Regions from separate parts of the Drosophila melanogaster genome. Here regions 2, 3 and 4 are each linked to region 1. A link is a contact called in public Hi-C data. All regions are on one chromosome and are shown on one strand. Each heading gives the region's core, a stretch centred on a gene start, on an enhancer-like site or on the middle of the called end of the contact. The rest is flanking DNA. Distances are from core to core; before and after follow the strand shown.

Evidence for each region. A called contact is a pair of places that touch in the nucleus more often than the background predicts.
Region 2: a Hi-C map of the Kc167 cell line shows a contact between it and region 1, with 3 times the contacts expected there. The contact joins the promoter of asl here to the promoter of CG9837 in region 1.
Region 3: a contact with region 1 is called in a Hi-C map of the Kc167 cell line, with 2.5 times the contacts expected there. The contact joins the promoter of Atg17 here to the promoter of CG9837 in region 1.
Region 4: a contact with region 1 is called in a Hi-C map of the Kc167 cell line, with 2.4 times the contacts expected there. The contact joins the promoter of Tim17a2 here to the promoter of CG9837 in region 1.

Annotation. Positions count from the first base shown.
Region 1 is chr3R:8,809,394-8,815,222 of dm6, forward strand. CG9837 reads right to left here and starts at 4,186. Exons shown (of 2, transcript NM_001170086.3): 1 at 3,617-4,186; 2 at 1-274. The coding sequence starts at 268. It overlaps aqz (aaquetzalli), which reads right to left. Exons shown (of 2, transcript NM_001275461.2): 2 at 4,097-5,829.
Region 2 is chr3R:5,602,663-5,608,248 of dm6, forward strand. asl (asterless) reads right to left here and starts at 3,881. Exons shown (of 3, transcript NM_141300.2): 1 at 3,668-3,881; 2 at 1,779-3,611; 3 at 574-1,713. The coding sequence starts at 3,784. The coding sequence ends at 679. It overlaps Rga (Regena), which reads right to left. Exons shown (of 8, transcript NM_169080.3): 6 at 5,291-5,495; 7 at 5,022-5,186; 8 at 4,613-4,930. The coding sequence ends at 4,711. It overlaps SecS (Sec synthetase), which reads left to right. Exons shown (of 4, transcript NM_206433.2): 3 at 1-268; 4 at 328-523. The coding sequence ends at 503. It also overlaps asRNA:ASTR.
Region 3 is chr3R:5,665,777-5,672,231 of dm6, forward strand. It overlaps Atg17 (Autophagy-related 17), which reads left to right and starts at 3,937. Exons shown (of 5, transcript NM_206434.2): 1 at 3,937-4,796. It overlaps Xe7 (Xe7,), which reads right to left and starts at 3,558. Exons shown (of 8, transcript NM_169093.3): 1 at 2,851-3,558; 2 at 2,234-2,694; 3 at 1,917-2,174; 4 at 1,322-1,529; 5 at 554-1,185; 6 at 422-481; 7 at 292-369; 8 at 1-199. The coding sequence starts at 3,051.
Region 4 is chr3R:5,260,886-5,266,481 of dm6, forward strand. It overlaps Tim17a2, which reads right to left and starts at 1,807. Exons shown (of 2, transcript NM_141267.3): 1 at 1,641-1,807. The region is part of intron 1 of Hph (HIF prolyl hydroxylase); the gene reads left to right. It overlaps lncRNA:CR45793 (long non-coding RNA:CR45793), which reads right to left and starts at 3,626. Exons shown (of 1, transcript NR_133327.1): 1 at 2,872-3,626.

The DNA.
Region 1 (5,829 bases), core at 2,936-5,435:
TTCTGGCCAAATCGGTGCTCCTGCCAACCAGGGGTGAGAGCTCCGTATTCAGCTGTTGCACCGATCTGCGCGTATCGGTCACCTTCAGCAATGCGTCCTGATTATACTGATCCTGATCTGTCCACTGGGTCATCGGAGCCTTAGTAGTCGCTCCTTCGTTGTCCACCATAGATATCCGATCGTTCTCCACAATAATGGTCTTGTCGATGGTGTCGGATGCATTCGGCGGCTGCTGTACGTGAAAGTCCAAGGTGAAGTGAAACCGCATGCTACCCTATAAGGATTAGAAATTTTGTTAAGAAACATCCAGCAGGCTTGCACAATCGGAAACATGCCTGGACCAAAGTAAATGCTGCTAGGAAAACCAAAATAGTCTTAGAGGACCACATCTTGTCGGTGAACTGGGAAATGTTTGACTGATTCCAAGCTGAAATCTCACGATCAGACCACTTCATGCAATCCAAGCTCGACATCGACGCTTATCAAACCACGGGGTTATCACACATCGTTCCCACTTGACCGATAACAGATTCATTCACATTCAATGAGTTTTCTAGCTATGGGAATACATATTGCCAGACAAAGCGCAAGTCACGTGTTCGCCGAGATGAAAAGTCAATACAGTGAGGTGAGCGATTGCCAACCTAAAACCATTTCAAGGCGCTTGGAATAGCAAGTATTTCAATTTGCTGAAAGCTTCGTATCCAATATGACCTCTATGGAAACTAGTAAGTTCTTTGAACCTGCCGAGGGTATACAGAATTCAGAATTATCTTAAACTGACTAAACGAATGCCATATCATATGTGGTCTATTAATATTAATTAGTGGTAGTTGTATTGTAATAAAACAATGAGTATGCAGATTGTATGCATTATTGAGGGTGATCCAAAAAGCAGTTAATATTAATTGCCTGATATGGATATAGTTCCCATTTGGTATAAAAATTTAAACAATTTAAGAAAAAATGTGTGCTATATAAATATAATCTTAATACATGTGACATAAAAGATGGACTGGTTAATAGCCCGCATGGGTATTTGGAGTCCGTGAATCATCCACCTTTTTTGGGAACCCATTTCACAGAGTCATTTCCGTTACGAACTCAACCGAATTTCCGACTCTCTAAGGGTTAACATCTGCTTGACTACACTACGCTTATCATCCGTCTGAGGTAACAACAACCGCTCTTATCGCTATATATGATGTTTACGCGTGCAATAATAATTATAATGTACACAGAGCCACTATAGCGATAAGGTGCGAATGCTATCAGGGTCCGCAAGTACCCCACATATATGTACATATGTATATGTACACAGTCGAATGTTTGTTTGTGCGAAAGTATGCCTTAATTTAGAAAATGGTATCAAAGCAGGGCAGTTCATGGAAGCGAAGCCATGGCGATAGGGGCAGGCCAAAGAAAAGCATAAAATGTGGGAATACGAATGGGAATCAATAGTAGAAATTGCGCAGCAGAATAAAATTATTCCACTGCCTGAAAATAACAAAAACCGAAAGGAAAAAAAATAAAATAACCGTTGACACACACTCACATGAGATTGCCCATAATATATTCACAATTTATACACATAAAAAACTGTTGATATTTTTATGAGCACGAAAGAACCAAGAGTTCAAGTGGAGTTTCCTAGCTGGTAATTTTCTTAAAAAGTTTTGATAAGAAAAAAAACATAGTGTTCCAGCGAAACATCAATAACAGCAATAAATGAAACTCGAAAAGATCAAATCTTTATAGCCCATAAATACATTAAAATACACTACCAGAATTCACTTGAAGTGAATATTTTTCTCTTGTGTGTTTAACTTATTTTTATATTTATATTTTTTTAATATTTTTCTTCGCCATTTGCGTACTTTGCACGCATACGTACATACATACATATGGTTGTACAAAAATACAGGGGAGTGAGGAATGGGGACTGTGACCAGGGGGACGTAGGAGATGGGTGGCCAAGGGGTCGTCAGAGACCAACGCACAAAACTTGTAAATACGAACGCCTCCCATCTCGCTCCACCAGTATCTCCATCCCGCTCGGCACACAGCGCGTGTGGCGGCACAACGTGAACATTCGGATGTGTGTGTATCTTACAGATACCAATTGCGTAGATACAGATACATCTACGGGCCCAGTCCGAGACCAGTGCACGCAACTTTTTGTTTAGCCACATCTCGCTTTGGATACCCCGCAGTTAGGGTATATTGGACGAAAGCGTTATCTTATATATTTAGAACGCTTTGCTAATAAGCATAACAATTTATTTTACATTCAGAAATTTATAGGTTATAAACAATGTACATCGAAGTGATGTCTAAATGCCAATCAAGGGGTATGAACGATTCCATTTAGTCACGTTTCCCCATGATTTATACATATATCTGTTTTTTCTTTAGCTCTGGGCTTTTGTTTTTATGTTTGCAATCGCGAATTCAAACGGTCGTGTGGGGGGAGGGGCGAAGTATATACCCCTTCACCGACAACCTCGCTGAAATCCACTATCGCCGTCGCCATTTATAGATTGCAATTAGCTTAAGCAAAGCGCCATTAAAATAAAAGAGAAGCAACCAAAAGCAAAATAAAAACAAAATTGTTTACGCTTTTGATTTGCCTTAAGTTTGTGTGCAGACATACAGGCATCCAGGGCAACAAATATGGGTAGCACACATATGTAGATACATATCTAGTGGAGTTTGAAAACAACAATGCACGAGCACCTACCGGATACCCATAAATATTAAAGTTTCATCTAAATATTTTACATTTTTATTCCAGTATACATATATATACTGAGTATATATACTCATATACTACTATATATATACTCTGCGTGCTTTTCGTCACTACGTAAACACCGTCCTCAGTTATACATACATATGTTCATGTATATGTATTTCTCGGGGGTGGCCTGAAAATCGTTGAGAGCATTACACAAAAATTAAAGACTACGGGTCTCAGCATTAAATGAATTCGTCGAGGGAAAAACGCTTTCGATGCTCAAATATGGACAACCCGTACAGTTATTGTCTTGTATTCATTCGACTCGATCGGATATGGTACATATAAAGTACAAACATAATGGTAAGTACATATATACATGCATATGTATGAACGTATTTACTTCAGGGGTAGCGAAGCGGTAAACAACGACACCGAATTCAAAACCGAAGCCCATTGCCCACATAGTGTGTTGCCTGTGAATCCAGTTTTCTTTTGCGACATCGTTTATAAAGAAATCCCAAAGCGGCGAGGTAAAAAACAGAAACATCAAATGCAGAGTAACAATTGGGGTGATGATTCATTTCATCCGAAACTCAAATCGTTTTCGAGACTTATCAAAGCACGTTAAAATTGATCTAAATGGGTATACAAATTTCACACATATATTTTTGTTTAGAAAACTGCATTTAAAACGTGTAAAGTTGCAGCATATTTGTTTCTCTGTGTGGAGCGCGGTAGGTGCGAGATAAGGTGATTCGAAGCACGTTCACCACTCGCACGGCGTCTGTTTTTTCTTCGAGCAACCTCTAGAGAAATCCACCTAGATAATACTAGTTTGTACCGCCAGTGAGTCACATTCGCGTTTTGCCAACTTACCTGTGAACTAAACTGATCCAACAGCTCTCTCTCTCCACCGTCCTCCTTCTGGGATCGCCACTTTTCGGGGGTTCCATCGAAGTCGCGGACTTTTACCTCCTAAATCGAAATATCCAATAAGCCATCCATACCCATATTCACTTCAACTTTGTTCAATTTTGCAATCAGCCAAGCTCCATTTTTTAAACATCTGTTTCAACAAAGAACTCATAGGAAATCATTATCATATGTAAATGGGTTTTTAAACATCTAACCAAATGGAAATTCCCTTCCTATCGCTGTTGACACTCGAAACTCGAGAAGTTGCCTTGACTCAATTTTTTCGAATCGAAAAAGTTAACTCATAAATATTTTGGCTTTGTAAGCAATTTTCAGTTTGAAAAAGTTAAAAAGGAGCGTATTTAATGGATTATAAGCTTATTTCTGATCCAAGAACTAAAAACTTTAAGCTAGTAAAAATAGGATCTGGGCTGAAAAAATCCAATTTACTATATGGCATGTGGATTTTTCGGCCGGAGTAGTTGGACGTCATCTGGATCTCGTTCGGGGTTTCCATTGAAAATATTTGTATCTCTCTGTTCACGTTTTAGGGGATTTGGGGAAGTTGGATGGGTTAGGTGGGAATGGGAATGGGAATGGGATGTGGGGATTCATCGACTGGATGGGGTGTTTTTTGGGAGGGGATTTACACATTGATTGTTTGATCGTTAGGCAATTGTTTGTTTTGTTTGAGTTTTAACTTGACTTTGCTGCTAGCTGAGCTCTCTGGCTACGATCTTATCGGTCGTCTCATATCAATTTATGTATATAAACTTCTTAAACATGTATGTATCTATTTTGTGTAGTGGTGATGTGGTAAAACTTTTAAACATTTATCGTTATCATGCTGACTGCTGTGTAAGAATCTATAAAATGCTTACATGTTGTTGCGTATCTATATAAATTTCCTCAACGCACAATGACAATTCGCACTTATTGCATAGTTGTTAATGGATTCGCCGATCCGATTGCGGTTGCATCTACTCAGAACTAACATAGGAACAATCAGGATAGTTTTTCACATCGAAACGGAGTTGGAAATGGTTCTATTACATGTATGCCCTTCGGCTCTGTAAAGTTGCTTATCGTTTTATTTTACTTTGCATGCATTTATGTCGCAATATCTGGGTGTTTGTGAAATCGCAGCACAAATGCAGCTGCATTTATATATGTAATATGTATGTATGTATATTTATATGCATATGTACTATATGCGCATTTTCCTTTGTTTCGATCTCCTAGCAAAGCGCTTTTTAGTTTTCAATTTTATTGTGGTTCTTTCTGTCTTTCTGGTTGCTCGCTTAGATATCGTGCTCAAAAACAAAAACATGTGAGAACCTCGTAGTGGAATTTTTCGGAGCACATGTTGTTCGAATCGTCTGGAATGTGGAGGGGGTTATGATTCTCTACGGGGGGTACGGGGTATGGGGATCTTGCCGATTAGCTCTGGAATTAAAAGTGCCAACGAAAAACTGTACGTGATAACGCAAATAAAAACACAAATTTGTGGATTTTTTTTTGGTTAATCATACAAAGCCTTCATAAATTTCTTTACGAAAGCCATGTACAATTGTTTATTTCTTTTTTCTATTGTTTTGTTGTTGTTGTTTGGTTTGTGGGGTTTTCTTTCTTTTTTCTCAAATTTTAAAAGTTGACTTGGATTTAACACATTTCCAATATTGCTTTACAATTCTTCTCAGATTTTTATTCACAATCGTTTCTATAATTACAATATAGAATTGCGAGTTTGCTCTTCATATTCGCATTCATCTTATGGTCCATTTAAGGTAATTGTAAGGGTATTTAATTAATCGTTTTCTCTTCAGTTGTATTTGTTTTTAATTTGTATACATACCAGGTTTAAAAATATAGCAAAGTATCACAAAAAATTGCAAATTAAATTGTAAATTAGATCAATGGAGAAATTAAAAAAATACATAGTGCTTGGTTGCTTTCTTTTCATTGTTTTTAGAACGACGAATCATGTTTCGGCTTAAATAAAAGAGGTTAAAAATAATATTCGAACTTGGTCGAATCGTCGTCGTTACGCTTTAAATTTAAATTAAAAAATTGAATTTGAATTATAATTTCAGAGGCCTTCAATTCGCAGTCGCCTTGGTTGGGGACACAAACGCCTTGGACTCGCAGCATGGAGAGCTCCGCCGCGATCTTGT
Region 2 (5,586 bases), core at 2,631-5,130, 3.2 Mb before region 1:
AATGGCTTTCGATTGCTTTTCGATCAGCGGGGCGAGAACTTCAATTACCTGAGAGAGAACCTTAGGAAATTTGCAGAGCCACGCGGAGAGATTGTTATAGACAGCAGGTTTAACTCCATATCCTTGGCCATAACATTGGCCACTTTGGCTGGGGATCAGATGAAGAGCATCACCAAGCTTGGCTCCATGCTACACATGCGTGGAGTTTCCGGAGCAAGAGTGATAGTTCCTGGCCAAAATAAAACTATAGACGGGCATGAGTTTCTAGGCAAGTAATATTCACTATCGTCTTTGTTTTCCGACTAAAATTTAGAATATTTCGCTTAGATTTCGGCTCCCACCGCAGCAACCTGCAAGTTCCGTACCTGACTGTAGCGGCAGGAATTGGAATAACCCGAGAGGAGATTGACAAATTCTTCGACATTTTCAACAAGTGCTGGAACCAGATTTTTCAAACTAAAAATGAAAAAATTATGAGCCTACTAGAAACAACAATCAAATAAAAAACCTATTTTTTAATATTAATGATAAACTTTCACTTTTTTAGCTGATTTTTATAAGCACAATTTTGTTAGGAATGTACAGCGACTTTTATTTGTTTAGACAATTTGGCAGTGCATGCAGTAACGATATCCCACTAAAGAGACCTACATATACATATATATATTTTCCTAAGTCTTAGCTGTGACCATTGCCTTTGGGCTTTCTATTTGAGTTGGTGATTGGGTCGCTGCTGCTATTGCTGGGCACGTTCTCTTTGTCGCGGTGCTTCTCCCGACTCCGCCGCTCCAGGTGCTGGTTCATGGTCGCCTCGATCTTGGCGAGTGATAGCTCGTACTCGTGCTTAATGCGCTCATACTCGCGTTTCATGTGCGCCTCCTTGTCCTCGGCATACAACTTGTAATTGTGGGCGGTACGCTTGGCACTTTGATATCGCTGCTGTGCGGATCGCATCGCCTCTTCGTGGGTGGAACGCAAGCTTTCCAGCTGCTGGCGCCAGTGGTGTTCCACCTGGTCGACTGACTGGCGCTGTTTCTCCCACTGAGCCATCACAGCCTTCATAGATTGCCTTTCGGAGTCGATGCTGGCGTGCTGCTCCTCCACTTCTCGGAGCAGTTCGGCAATTCGCTGGTTCTTCGCTTGCAGCTCCTGGCGGCACTTCTGCAGCATTTCCTTTTGCTTTTCTTCCCTGCCGGCCAGAATTTCATCGATATTCTCGCGTTCTGCCAGGATAGTTTGCTTTAGAAGATCCACCTCCGTTTGCCGCTGTTGCAGCTCTGCACACACCGTTTGGTATTCCCTTTGGAGGCACTGGCTCCTCTCCTCAGATTTTTGCAGCCGGTTAGTAAACCTCTTGAGTTCTGCTGCAAAAAGTTTGGCCATCTCATCACGAACACGTTGTTCGATCAACCTTATCCGATTCTGGGTGAGCTCTTTGGGCGATGGATCAGACGGGGAAACTGAGTTTGATTTCGGACTGGGCGTACACTTATTCTGCTGCTTATGCTCCTCTTGCTGCCTAATGTACGCCTCGAATTGCTTGGCCCTCTCCTTAAGATCGCTAATGAGCTCGTCCTGCTTGTTTGAAAGCTCGATCTTTTCCTGCATCTCGGCTTGCAAATTTTTAGACTGCTCCAGCGCGTGTTCCAATTCTTTCAGTTCCTTGGCCTGCATTGAGTTCACATTCTGGAGTTTCAACAACTGAATTTCCGCCTAAAAACCGTGGTGATATATAAGATTATTTAGTTTACTAGCATGTCTGAAAGGTTATCGCTTACCTTGGTAATTTCTGCTATGCTTTCAATGCACTTGCTGCAGTTTTCGGAACTTTCTTTGGCCACCGCAACTGCTTCTTCGCGCTTTTCCCGCTCGCTCCTTTGGCGCAAGGCCTGCAGATCACGTTCGTGGCTGAGTTTCTCCGTTTCCAGAAGCTTTTTTAGCTCCTCTGATTTCATCTCCGCCAGCTGCAAGTTTCGCTGAACAGTGGCCAAGTTTTGGCGTTGATCCTGCAACTCCTTAAGCGTGTCCGATTCTCTCAGCTTTCTCAATTCATAGCCTAATGACTCTTTGTCTGTGGCGATGTCAGAATAGAGTTTCTTAAGCCGCTCGACCTCGCTCTGGGAATCCCTCAACAGAATCTTGTGGCGTTCCAGCTCCAAGCGCAGGTTGTCTGCAGTTTCTCGAGTTCGCAACTGCCGATTTTCCTGCGAAAGCTGATCGTAATTTCTTTGAAGGCTCTCGTTCTGCTGCTTTAGTTGCTCCAGATCTTCTTCAATCTGCTGCCGTTTTTCCCTTAGTGCATCCCTCTCGGCCACAATGGAATTCAGCTGTGAGTGCACATCTGACTCCTGCTGTGATCTGTGTTTTTGCTCTTCCAACTCCTGCTGCATTGCCTTCACTTTGTTTTCCAACCGCATTTTGCCTTCGTTTAGGGTTTCCAGCTGAACCAGGGATTGGTTCTCCTGGTCGCGCAGCACGCGCAGTTCCTGGTTGCGTTCCTCCAGGAGCTTCTCTAGGCGTCGCACTTCTTCCCGCTTGTTCTTCAGGTTGCCCAGAGCTCGATACAACTCCTGCTTAATGTGACCGACTCTGTCTAGAGGATTCAGCGGTGTGCTACCAACAAGGCGCGATCCACCCATTTGACTTAGCCGACTAGTAGGCGATTCGTCCGCCTGATGCTGTTGAATAACCGAATCTATCAGGTCAAGTTCCGTGGTGGTTTCGTTTAGGCGCTCATGGAGCGAAGCGACTGTTTGCTCCAAATAGGCAATGCGGGCTTTCAAGTCAACGATGCACTGTTGCTGCCGACGATTTTCAGCCTGCAAATCGGGTCTTGCACTTAGTTGGTTGCAGCGCATTTGGGCCTCATCCAAAGCTTGACTGAGCTCGTTAATCTTGGCAGCCTTATCTACGAGCATTGTTTCGTGACCAGACTGCAGAGCATTGTAGCGCGAGTTTATCTGATCCAACTCATTTTGCTTGCGATCAAGCTGATCCTTCATCTGACAGAGTTGCTGCTGCAAAAGATCGGACTGGGCTCGGTGCGCTTCCTCCATTTGCTTTAAACGTAGGTCGGCGTTCCGCTCCTCCCACTTCTGCTTACTGGCCTGCACCATGTCGTATTTGCTTTGGACGTCCGTAAGCAAGGTCTTGGCGGCCTCTAATTGACCAACTAATCGCGTGTTATCTTCTTCCAACTGCTTCTTTTCCGACCGCAGCTTGTCCAGATCGCTGTCCTTATTGGAGCACGTCTCTTTGGTCTCCACCAACAGCTCGTGAGTGTTCTGCTTCTCGCGAATGGCGCGGTCTAGCTCAGCCTGCATGATGGATAGGTGCTTTTGTAAGTCATCCAGTTTTTTGTGCGCAGCGTTGGCCACCTGGTTGACATTCTGCAGCTCATTATTCTTAGACTCCAGCAGGATCTGGAGGCGATGCATCTCGATCTCGTTGGCTCGCTGAGCATCGTCCTGCAGCGGTTTATGGTGCGGATGTGATGGGTAGTTGGGTAGAACTGGCGGCTGTTCCAGTTCCGACTGGTAATTCGTCGTCGAGTCGATTGTGTTCTCTTCATCGAGCAGATCGTCGAAGGCATTCACCATAATCCGTCCAAGCTTGCGTAGAATTGGAATCGGTGACATTGTTTACCAGGAATTCCCAGATCGCTTACCTCTTCCTCGCGTCGTTTCTGATCCTGCAGCGCCTCTTCCTCCTCCTGCCGGTCCAGTGTAGAATTTATGTTAAGGGCATCCGCCCCCTGAAAGAGGCTTATACCTGGCGTGTTCATATTCGGCTAAGGGGACGCCACAAGCATCAAATTCAAATAAATTCCGAGGCGCAGGCGCTATTTTCGTAGGCAACTCTAATTTTCTTCCTCTTGCTTCTGTTGACACTTTGACATTAACATAGTAACGCGTGCTGTTAAGTGCAGTAAGCGCTTCTGTAGCGAAAACATTGCGTTCACACTACATACAGTCTAGAAGGGAATTAGGTTTTTATTCTATACTTGTACATAAACTGTAATTGTTAAATTTAAAAATAAATATTTTCCCAAAAAGTTGCCGATATGTCGAAAAGATTGTGGCCCCGACAATAGACCTGCCAGGCATACACAAGCTTGAAGATGATATTGTATGTATGTATTATCATGCCAACTATGGTTCCGTCGTATCATTGATAGGGGGAGCTGTTGTGCATTGCAGAATGCAGTAGATTTGCTATTGGAATATACATACATATGTATGTCGTGTTAGTCCAGATGACAGGTATGTATTTTCAGACACGGCCAGTAATTTTTTATAGGATCACTTTATAGAAAGAATTTCTTCTACCTTTCAAATACATTTCAACGAATCGAAAAAATATAACTTGCTTTTTAATTTAATGGGAGTCCGCTCATTTCATAATATCGAACAGCTAAAAAATGTTACATTTCAAAGATATTCTAAAAATATGAATACCAACTAGACTCCAGCAGGATAAAAATAAATCGCTTTAAATTGTTAACCGGCAATTTGTACCAGAATTTGCACATACATACATATGCATATATGTATGTATATATATCCTAACACCGTTTTAGAAGAAAAACTCAAATGGATTGTTTTTAATTTTTATAATAAAACTTATTATTCAGTTAGTGTTGAGTGTCCTTGTTGCAATGCAAAAACAACAGCATACTTTCTTTTTCAATTTTTTTCATTTTTATTAATTTTATACAGACTGTCCATTCATAAACGCACTTATATTGGGACATTTATCTAATTTCTCGGGATCTATTTGGAAAACCTTGGACAAACGTTTCCAACTTTGCGCATCAAAGTAGTAGAAGGTGCCGCGCTCTTTTGTACCATTTTTTTCATATTGATCAATGCCAGGAATTCGAGTTATCCATATTTTCTCCTCCACGTGGTATCGCCACTCGCGACTATGCCTGCGATGGGAGCAGAATTTTAGTATATATGTATGTTCTATATATGTTCATACGAAGCTTAGATAATAGCTACGCAAGAGGAAGTACTCACAATTCAGCAGCTGCCATCAATTGCATCATATCGCCGATGTTCGTGTAAAAAAGGAAAAAGAGCAGGTCTTCTTGCAGCTTTTTCAGTACCGGCGCTGTTAGTTTGTCTCTTATCGCAAAGTTAATCAGATATTCGGGTGGCACGTTGAACTCAACGTCTTGTGCTCTGAAAAAAGTAAATGCAAATCCAATGTTACTAATTTGGTACACCTCTTACTCAATAGTACTCAATAAGCAATTAAATTATGTAAGTTTATTATGTAAACTGACCTGCAGGGCTGTGCTACGAAGGGGCCAGCGAAGGTTGTATGCAAGCTCTCCTGCGAGTTCAGGTTCAGGCCTAAACCCGTGAGATCCGTACCCAAGGAGAGCGTCACCAGATTGGGATCCGTTTCTGCAGCCCGAATGAACGTCAGCAGGCCAACCATGCCGAACTGGTTGTTCACCATGGTCGCTGGTATGTTTGTGACCTTCCCTATTTATGCAAAACGAACGAAAGGTAAATTTGTTACATTTTTAAATAAATAAAATATTTCATGGTACTATTATTTCTGGATAAAATGGGT
Region 3 (6,455 bases), core at 2,687-5,186, 3.1 Mb before region 1:
GCGGCTTCTGCTGTTACTGCGACTGCTACGATGTCGGCCCCGGTGATCCCGGCGGGAGCTAGATTGCCTGCGGGAGTGCGAGCGTGATCGCGACCGGGAATAGCTGCTGGAACGAGATCGGCGCGTAGACGCCAGCTTTCGATTCTTGCGCTGTGACGGCGTTTTGCTGCGGCTGCGGGAGGATCTGCTGTGGCTGCGCCTGAAAGCAATTGAATATTCGGGAACATTAATAGTAAAAATTAAAAAAAAGGTAAGCGAAGGAACTGGGAAGGTCCTTTATTTTAAATTTACCTGGATCTCGATGAGTAAGATGACTTTCGGTAGTGGGAGCGACTTCGTGACTTCGAGCGCCTGGAACGACAAACAATTCTATATTTTTAATAGTAATCTATAGAGATTATAAGCATCACGCATTAATTACCGGCGTCCCCGGGAGCGGCTTCGACTCCTTGAATACGACGATGAGGAACGCGACCTATTTCTGAAAATCACAAAGTGTAAAAAAAAAAACATTTGACTTAAGTGTAACACAAACTTTATGCTGGATTCGTACCTCCCCCGCGAAGACCGGTGGTAGTAGCCATTCTCGTTCTCGTCGTCGTAGCGATCGTGCTTCGTGTTGTAATACGTGTCATATCCGGAACGACTCCCTCTTATGCCGATGCCACGACCTCTTCCACGACCGCGAGGTCTCGGAGCAAAGCCACGATAATTGCTTGAGACTGGGAACGGTGCAGGTGGCCGATAAAGCGCTCCGGTAAAAACTCCCGGCAGGCCGTATCCGAACATCGAAAGCGACTGCATCCATTCGCTGGCAACCTTAGCACTGTAACCTCCTGGTCCCGGAACCGCGCCAGCGGCCATTGCGGCCACCGCATTCAAAGGGTTCAGAGCAGAGTTGACATCGCCTGGTGGCGCAGATTCTGTTACGCCGTTTCCCATTTTGTGTCGCTTACTGGCCGCCGCTTCGTCTTCGCTGCTGGCGTCTACGGGCACAGCGCTCTTCTTGCTTTTGCTCTTCAGAAGGCCCAAAAGAGGAGTATTGCTTTTTATTTCCTGTACGATTTTGCGCTGATCACAAACAAGTTTCTCAGTGGCAGCCTTGTACTTTTCGACCAGACGACCACGTTGGATGTCCTTGTCATCATCTTGTTTGACTCGCCGGTTTTTGTCCCTTTGTTTTAGCTGTATTAAAGAATAAAATATAAAAAAGTATTATTATCACTGCTGTACTTTTAAAAAGAAAACGAATTTTTCGATATTTCATTTAACTTTTCATTTAAAATACAACATTGACTTTTAGGTTTTAACTTTTGCCCACCTGTATCCGCTCAAATAGTTTTTCCAGAGTCCGTATGCTCTCCAGCTTGCGCTGCGCTATCATCAGCTTGCGCTCCTCGATGCGAATCTTTTGCGAGATCTCCACTTGGCCGCGCTCCTGGATCTTTTTCATGTGCTTTTCTTTGCGTCTTTCTTCGCGTTCACGCTGCTTTTCCGCTTCCGCTTTTTTCAACTCTTCTTGCTTTTGCCTGTAATTTTTTTGCAATGTTGCGTGTTTTGTTTTGCTTTTGATATATTTGTTATGCATAATAAATATTTGTTAACTGTTCGTCTAGAAGATACAGAGAACGGTTGGCTTAAGGCTCGCCTCGACCAGCGGCCGCCAGGTGAGAAGCAAAAATAAGTAAATGTAAAATGGCTGGATATGAAAACAGTAGAAAGGCAGCCATACTAAACGCGATATATTTCAATTTCTAATTCTAATATAAGTCAATGGTAATCAACTTTCTTCTAAGGTACATAAGTATGTACTGAAGATCAGTAAGTTAGAATAAAAATTAAGATTTAAGCAGATCTGATAGATGCATTGCCATTTGGTTACTGTATTCGTTTTCCGGCCTAAAAAGTTATCAAACCTTTCGCGATCCAATTCCTCTTCCTGCTGTTTTTTAAGTTTTTCCCGCTCCTCGTCCTCGGCCTTGGCTTTCGCGATGAACTTTTTCCGAATCCGTTCTCGGCGCTGTATGTTCGAGTCACTGAGATGCTTCTGTTTGTCGAAGCTCACACAAATGTTGATGGCTTGAGTCTTGTCCACAAACTTTCGGACCAACTTATTGCCCCTGAACTCGTCCATGGCCCGGACGAAGCTTGAGTACTCCTCGAACTGAACATATCTGTCCAAAAAAAGTGTTAGCTACACGAACTTAGTATTCGTATCTTATTCGAAACTTACCCTTCGAATAGAACATCCTGCTCGAAGCTAAACGTCCGCATGCCGTTAATGTCCGCCTGCATGCTCTTTCGGTACGGATCACAGATAGGTATGTCAACCATCCGGACGCGTCCGAACTTTTCAAAGATTCGCTTAAAGATGTTCTCGCTGGGCTTGACGTTCTCCTCGTGCTCCGAGTGACGCGGACAGAACCAACGCATGGGCAGATGGCTGATGTGAATGGTGTCCGGACGTTCGCCGGCCTTCATTTCATCCATGTTTCTGGCATCCCGGAAGTATGAGTCCCAGTCGTGTCGCGTTGGAAAGTCATCCTTAGACTCGGCACAACGCACTCGGAAGGACTCACTAAAGCCGGAGATGCGTAGAGAAATGCCGTCCAATCGTTGGATGGCCGCCCTAAGACGTTTCCGCTCGTCCAGCTCAGCTTCCAATCGGATGGTGTTTACAGTGCTTTTCGAGACCTGTTCGGGCATACAGATAATGGAAATTCGATTCAAATTATATGAAGTGGATGCGTATCCATACTTACATTTCTAGATATTTTGTTTAAATTAAATAAATGTTATTTTTGTGTGTAGTTTGGCATGCACAGAGTTAAGATAAGATTATTAACTTACTTTGAGCAGGAGAAACTTGTCCGGCTTAAGCTCGGCGCCCAGTTTGTCCATTATCTCCAGGTTAGATACGGATTTGCCGGACTTGATCGTCGGCAGCGACACGGAGATTTGCATTTTGGCCAGCGGCTTGAGGTACAAGCTGTGCGGCAAGTAAAAAGGAATGCAGTCTGCCACATTTTCTATAGTCTGGATGTGGGTCATTTTGAAAAAGTGTTTTTTTTCGGTTTTTCGTTTCGAAACAGTGCAATGTAATGAGGCAAAATACAGAAAGTAATATTTGTGTGTCTATTACCAAGTAAGACTCCCAAGCATAGAGCTAGACCCTAAGGAGACATCCCAAGAATCGCCCAGGATAATGCAAAAGGAAAATGCCGCCCGTGTCCCTTGCGTAGATGAGTGTTTCATGAGTGTGGGTGTGAGTGTGAATGTGTCTAGATGAGAATGGGGGGGGGGGGGGGGGGAGGTGTGCTAAGGAGGAAGATTTTGATGGGTGCCCGTATCGGTTTGTTGTAGGGACTTGGGCCACCTTAACTTTCGACCGCTGCTAATGCTACTTAAGTATAATAAATGCTGTGACTTTTTATGTGCGGATGCTGCGCTATTTGCTAAAATAAAAACTCTATTGGGTTATTTTATTTGCACTTTTCACTAGAGGCGGCCGACTTTCGATAGGTTTGATTTACGAAACGAATAGGGATGGACTAAAAACAGGGTTCTCTGGGCAGTTGATGGTATTCTCAAGGGCTAAACAGAATGGTGTAAGCTGGTGTAAGAAGCAAGGTGCAACAAATACTTAACCAAAATTAATGTTAATGCGGGGATATACACACTAAATAAACTTTTGAAGCCACAAATACTAAATGGAGACCCCAATATTAACCTGAGATATTTAAATTTAATTTAAATAATGTTCATAAAAATCATTTGGACATTTTGTAACTCTTAGAATTAATACGTCGCACTGGAGGCCGGGCATTTAAAAACAAGTTGGCAGCTATTGAGTATCGTTTCCGCACCAGCTCTGTTATCGATATCAACTTGAAAATATGTTGTCATTCTCACATCGCGAGGCATAAGCAAAGACAAAAAAAAGTGAGAACGAAGTGCGTTATTTAATTTTTATACCATTTAATTTAATTAGAAATCTAAGCAAAGCAACAAAATGCGTGAGTGAAATTGTGTGACTCCAAATACCTAAAAGGCTCCCGTGCCCGCATCGTGTAAATGGCAAAAAACTGACGCGAAAAGTAAAACTGCCAACAACAACAAGCAGCAGCAAACAGAAAGCATAAGCAAGCACTAACAACAACAACAACAACACTCACAGCAGCAGCAGCAGTAGCAACAACAACGCAATTGTGATAGACAAAGAAATAGATTAAGAAAAGGAGGGCAACAGCGAAGAACAGAAGGAAATGAGAAAAACGAAAACAGCATAAATTATTTGGAAAATATTTCCTTGCTCGAACATATTGATAGACATTGGGACTAAAAGAAGAGTCGAGTTAATGCTTTTTGCACATTTGATACGCAACGAAAATAGTTTTTAAAGTAATAGGTAATACGCAGGCAAGAGAAGAAGCAGAGCCATACAAAATAAATAAGAAGAGCGTGGAAGGCGAGGAAGAGAATAAAACAACACAGTGGCGTTGAAAGAGAGGAAGCAGCAGACGAGCGAAAATAAAGAAGAAGCGATACAAATGTTATTGTTGCTGTTGCAAATAAAAACAATCACATAAACACATTTGAAAACAGATACAGCTACAGCTGATGTAAAATAATTTGCAGAGCCTGTGTGTTCGTGCCCGTTTACAATTGATTAAAGCCAAAACACGAACACACCGCGCACACAACCAGGCAACAATAACACTTCACACACGTACACTCACACACACGCAACACAGTCCCACTGGAGACCATTGTGGAAATTGATTAAAGAATATAAGGTGAGTGTGAGTAGGGTATGGTTTAATTAACCGTTAGTTATAGTTTAAAGCACACCAACGCCAGGGGATCCGACGACGCCCTTTTCACTGCAGAAATTCCATCCGTCTTCTTTTTCCACCCCTTTCCCCATCCGCCTTTACAACAAGTGCAACTACATACACCTGCTGCCATTTTCTTTATTGTTTTTTTAAGAACGTCAGCAACCCTCACGCTTTGGTTGTTTTGTGCGTCCGTTTGAGCCAAATTGCAATTAATTGCCATAATTTACATATTTTACAAGAATAACTCGGTGTCTGTGTGCATTTGTTCGTCATTCGAGAGCTTTTTCCTGTTAACTGCACTGCACCCGAATAAGTGCAAAACAAGAAGGAACAAAGCAAAACAACAGCTGAGAGAGCGAACCAGAAGGAAAGAAGCGGATGGAGTGGGGAAAGGGAACCCGTAGAATGAGTTGCAGATCGAATTATCGAATATCGATAAGATGCAGGCGATCAGCTGACCATGTTTACTCTACTACACTACAACCGATTTTTAGGTTTTAATTATCTGCTGTTTTAATGGTCTGCTGTTCTTTGTTTTTCTCTTTTCTGTTTCTTGGCTTAACTTGTTTACTGCAGTTGGAGTTTTTGCGTGAGTCATATGCAGTTTATACCCCTTTAAGATGATGTACATATATGTACATAATAATTAAGTGCAGGGGACACATACTATTAATTGCAGTTAGACACTCACACAAACACACATGCATAACCAAACGCCAGTCCGCCGCTCTCATAATCGTTCTCCCTGAGAGAAAGTGTTTTTATTTTGCCCCCCACAAGGACAAAAAAAAGAAGGGAGAGCTGATAAACTCTGACTGCGCTGTAATCAGTTTGCAGTGACAGAGGAGTTCAGTTTCAGTTGACTCGGCTTGGTTCAGGGTTTCTGATTGCCGTCCTCTTCTCCCTCTTCGCCTACAAGTCCGCTGTTCGGCACCGTGACGTCACCTAGACTTACACCCCTAATCAAAGATCCACTAGTTTAGATTTCCTGCATCAACGCCATATTAACTTTATAAGCAGTCGTTATATCTCAAGTAGGCAAAAAAGTGTAATAGATATGTATCTAAATTGTCGTACATTCTATTTATTAAAATTCGTTTTTACATCCAACAGGTGTTATTTTTGAAGTCTTAGATAACAAACAATATTCGAATTATGTGGTAGAATACTTAGCAATATACGCACATACATATACATATGAACATTATATCCAATGCTTTAAAACCGGAATATCAAGACAACATAATGCAACATCTGGTTCCGAGCTATCCAGGCAATCACATTTTTGAAGTTCCCCCGGTTATCACACATATATCGATACATACCCCGAAATGTGTAACACAGATACAGCTCACCATCCCTCTGATAAGATCTTATCAGTTCGGGGCTTGCTCGCTATCGTGATTTGGGTTGAAGGGTCCGCGATAATTGCATTGGGGCATGCCATTGGTAATCACAATTTGGCTGATTAGTGCTGTCTGTCTGTCAATTCCAACGGCTATGTATTTCATCAATTTGCTTAAGTGTACCTGGTAATTTTACCTCGGCATTACAGATGATCCTGAGCTAATCGTTCCTGGTATTTCATCAGATATAAAAGCGGCGTACCGTTACACA
Region 4 (5,596 bases), core at 557-3,056, 3.6 Mb before region 1:
TCTTGACAGTCTTAAAAGTGTGTAAACTTGGAATTCGTTGTTTATTTTCTTGTATATTTAATATTTTGAATTTGTTTTTTGATTTATAAATAAAATAAATATTGTTTAATTATATTATTTAAAAAAATTTCGTTTAATTAAGCAAAAAACCCTTAATTTTTAGCTTTAAAGTCAAAAATTCAACTTATTTCACAGTGTGTAAACAGTTTCTTGACAACGTACATAGATCGAGCAAAAACTTGTACAAGAAAAATGCCACTCAGATATTGATGAGTTATTTTCAATATCTTATTGAAAACATCCAAATGACTCGGTAGAATAGATTTTCTACGTTTTGGTGCAAGCTTATCTTGAATTTGATTAGCCATGATTTCACCTGATAACTAGTTATTAAATGTAACTGAACCAAGCACCGCGATTAGCTAGCCGACCGCACACTTGAAGTTGCGTTTGCAGTTTGTCCCGGAGCGAAATCTATAGCCCCAAATATACCCCACTAGGTGCATCCTCCTGCTCGTAGCCCCCTATCGTCTTCACTTGCACATCAAGTCAATTACGATAAGCGGTTACGTGCCCACTCCTGAGAAGCCTCACGAATCAACAGCAGAACATGACACAGCTGATGACATATCGCTCATATGGCGCTGAAGTTTATGGTTTTCGCGATCCTCAAGCTTCTTCGCAGCTGATTTATTGGTTGTTGATATACAGCTTATACTAGTTACCTCGCAAAAGGTCCTATAACACAAATCAAAACATTGAATAGCACTGCTAGATCATCTTAGATCGCTTGGGTGAATTAGTATAATTGTATTAGCCAAACCATGGCTCATTTTGGAACTGCTGCTGTTAAAGTATACACAAATCATATGATATAATATTACAGGTGTTCAAGGTAAAGCTTCCAATCCAATGGGGAACCAGGAAAGGACTCTTTAGGAGACAAACACTTGGTGTTGGTTTTAGATTGATGTCTGCACGTACTACATAGGCTGTCCGATATTCTCAGACGTAAAAGTTTAAAAATAGAAACAGTTTGTTTTCCCATTCAACTCATCGCATTGTCAGATGAGATTCGTAATTGCCCTGCGATTTGACTGTCTCCGGATTGCTAACATTCTGCTCCGAGATGGCACCTCTCGAGTCGAGTATTTATTTACCTTCGGCATTACGTGCCCGGCCGCATAGTGTATATGGCACCCATGCCCGATCTGATAGCACCTGCAATCGCAGCCGGACTCGCATTCTTCCGGGCGGAGGTGCTGACTTTGTAATTATTCTGTTGCGCAGTTTGTTGCGTCCAAATCTTTAATACTCGCTTATTTATTTTGCTTTGCACCCCGGCATTAACGAATACAACAAACATGAACCGCACACATCGGAGCACATATAGAAATTTGTTCGTAATTTTATCTTTCAGCCAATCCGGCTGAGTCATCATCAACCCCACACTGTGCAGTAAATTATTTTGTGTTCCTGGATGTGCAGTTGTAGCTAATAAGTGCAACATATGAACTAATTCAGATAACTTCCCACCCGATAGTTATGATATTTTCTTTTTACTTGGATACACAAATAAAAGCCTTCATTTTTCTATGTTACTGTTGCAAATCGATTTTGTCAGGTGCAGTATTTTCTACCTTCTTATCGCCCGAAGTGGGTGGGTGGTCCGTTCGGCCGGGAGGTCCGGAGCGTTTTGCCTACGTGCCGGGAATACGCAAGCGTATCGTTCAAATCGTGTTATCAGAGTTTAGCGAATGCCTTAGCTCCGAGATTTCAATCTGCGGCGGGATGTGTTGTTCTTTATCAAACAATTAGCGCAGTCGGACCGACGTGATCTCATTTCCAGGGGCTTGCAAAATTCCGTCATTGTTTAGAAATGTGCTAAAATACATGTGTCAAGCAACTTGCTGGGAAAAACAAACAATACGGTTGCGCAAAACTCGATGAACAGAAAAAGTCGAAAAAACCGCATCTTGTCGCCACCGAATTCCAATTTGAATCAGCAATATTGATAGGAAAAGTCAATATGGAATCAATCCATTCGCGGATAGTTTGCTCTGCTACTTTTTGATTTGCCTAAGATTCAGCCAGAATGCATTCACCTTAGCGTTGCTCACCTCATTTTTTTTCATTTCCGAACTTGAATGTCTAAATGTAGTTTTGAAAGCAGAGAAAGTGCTTTCCAGTTTAAATCAAATAAAGTTTATTTAGATCGAATATCTTGCGATGTGAACTATGCAACCATTGGAAACATTAGAAATATAAAACTATTGCAATGGTATTTAGTTTAAAAATATTCGTAAATTTCCTAGGGATTTCCTTAAAGGTTCCCCTTTTCTATTTATGTTATCCACTTCCAATTGGGTGTAAACCCATGTCTGTGGTCTCCTTCAGCTGTGTGATGGATTCCCAGTGATGGATCTCGAACCCAGTGCGAGCCCGAGCGAGCTACGTAGGCAGACGCACGTCACCAAGGTCGACTGCCACTCAGTGCGTGTGCGTCGCCACGCCCCTCTCCCAGGTGCTTCTCCGCCCACCAAAAGGGCTGCGAGTTGGTGTGGTACACGTGCCGCAGTCGCCGTTGTCGCACGTAATACATCACAGACAAAAAGGGCGCCAATCGATCATTACAATGTACACGAAAACGTGTTTGCACTAAAAGAAATCAGTTCAGTTTAGTGGCCATTTTGCTTCGAAACTGGGTTGTGTGGGACTTATTATTATTGTTAGCCCAAGGGTATTACCAAATAATAAATAATGTATAGACAGGACAGAAGATAGAATAATCTTTATTCCTATTCCATAAGATACTTTTGATATTTTTCGTTACCAATTTTATGACTGATTTATTTATTATATATATATATTATATTATTATATATATTATATATCTTGGTTACAGAATGTTGGGCAGATTTCTGGGATATTTCTTTATTTTAATGGCGCTTTAAAAGGTCTCCCCGATTTCTCTGCGTGCACGTTGTTTGGCGGCGACTTTGAACTGGGCCGTTGACCCAATTCTTTGGTTCGCACATTCGCCTAGCTTCCGCGTGCTTCCGCCGTTCTGTGCCTCATCTTCGTTAGTGTTTCTTAAGCATTTTTAGCAGATATTTGTATCAAACATTTTAAATATCTACATTATCGCTGACCTTCTCACACTCCCTTCGCTGGCGACCATCTCTTTCTGACTCACTTGGCTCTCGCATTAACGCCTGTGCGTGTGGCTTCTTTGCGTTTGTATGGGTCGCTCGCATGTGCGTGTGCCAATTGCGCATTGGTGTGTGTGCTGGGCTACGTGACGATTGTTGCGCTTGTCTTTCTGCCTTACTGTTTGCCTCCGCTTTTCCCCGCTTTTACGTTTGCAATTGGTTTGGCTTGGCAGAGAGTGTTTAAACTCTCTTGAAGGGCAAGCGGAACGAGTAGCTTCCTCCCGCTTTCTGGAACCTTGCGGGGTATCCGATCCCATAAATTGCACGTTCAGTTCGGTTTTTCGCTATCTGCAGCTGCCTTTTACCTTTTACCAATATGTACGTATTTTTCATTATTTGCTCTCACCTACCAAGGTGCTGCTTATCGCCTTAAGCGGCTGCTTCTCCTTCGATTATTTAGCTGCTTCCCAGGCCCCCAACTTTCTGATTTACTCGTAGTTTCATGGACGCTCTGAGATAGTGATGAACGGATTTGGGAGGCGGACAGAAAATAGCTAGAAAAATTTGGTTACAGCAAACGAACTACAATTTGTAGTCCAAACTAAACCTTTTCTACGATCTTGATGTTATCGTATTAAACGATTGTATTCCGAATCCGGGATAGACGTACAGTTCACCTTAGCCAATTTTGAACTGGGGTTTAAATGCCTCAAGTATTGCTCGTAGATGTCCATTTAATTTATAAACGTTAACACATGTTCGACTAACACACCAGAATTCGAGCACTCATAATCTAGTTTTTGGCCATAAAATAGCTAGATTGTTTTCACCTGCTCTTAAAACGCTCTGCCTCTCTCTCCTTCGTAACCAACGGTAAAGAGCGAGAGCGACCTGCTCAGCTGCCGCATTCGGAAAACGAACGGCGACGAGTGCGGTTCGGTTCAGCTGCTTCACATTTCACTTAAATTAGTTAACCGAAGCTGAGTAATACACAAACGTGACTAACTGTGCATAAACAAAGTCAAATCAAAACAAACATCTGCCAGTGAAACAAAGCGAAAAGTGAAATATATAGGCAGCCGGCCCCAACAAATGCAAACTGCAATAATACGTACCTCCCCACCAACACATTTGCACCTATATACCATATAATATAACCGCCGGTGTACGTATAACTCGCACTCTTTCCCTCTAAAATTCGAGGCTCCCCTTCGCATAAAACTCGCTGCAAATTATAAACTCCCTTCAGTTGCACGTGAAATTCTGGAGGAGTCGTTTGAGAACCCGTCATCTCCCAAGAACAGTAATTAACCAATTCAGGGTATCTAAAAAAGGATCCTGAAACAATTCAAATGCCAAGAACTTAATTCACCCTTTCTCTGCACAACAACAACTAATAACTCTGTGGAGATACAAAGATAGGACTTCAGTCTTAAAGCTGTCTCAAGAGTAATAGAGTTCTTGTGATAACAGTGAGAAGCAAGCTGACTAATCAAGGCAAAATGATAACCTCCACGACCACGGACTACAAAAACTTTTTTAAACACTCGGCACATCCTGCCAATGCTGAGCAGTACTTTCGGGAACTTTTGGACAAGCGGTAATGATATTTTAATTACTGAATTAAAGTTCCTAAGGAACAAATGTAAAATGAGGCTATAATTAAGGAAACCTCCTAAGGAGAGAATTAAGAGTGTCCACATGACAGTGAAGGATATAAATATTTATTGCCCTTAGGTATCTAATCTAATTTCCCCGAATTAACTTTAAGTTTCAATTTTAAAAAGAGTTTTTAAGCTAAGGGGCTTTTGAAAACGATGTTGCTATTACAATACAAATCTCATTCTACTTTTTAAAATTCCTTTAAACTTTTTCAACAATGAACATCATTTTAGGTGTTGGATTCGTTTTTTTAGAATAGTTGTTTCTCGGGCTGAGTATTAACTATTTTCTCTTCTGGATTTCACACCTCTTATAATCTGTTAATTATGGTTTGCATTAACTTGGGCTATGCGAATGTCAATAAAACCGGTTAACAGTTTTGGTTTGTGGTCGTCAATGTCGTCTTTCGTGTATCGTAATATTTAGACAGCCGCTGATTTTGAATTCGTATATTAATGTGTTGGCGGTAGCGAATTTGCTTTCCTGCGTTGCGTGCAGATAGTTCTCCCCATCCCATTCTGGGAATTCGATCAACAGCGTGGCACGTTTCAGTAATATTTGTATTTTTGCGACAACCATTTGACTTTATGACTTTGAATGGCGCATGTGAACTTGTGCGAAATGTTTCATCTCTGTTTCATATTTTTCGCAATGTGTTGCTTTGCGTTGCTTATCCGGAATTTCGCGATCATCTGGGCCAGTTGAGTTCTGGGTGGCCTACGTGACTGGGAACCACCGACATGTATGAAAATATTTGTTTTATGGGCGCATCATAAAAAAGT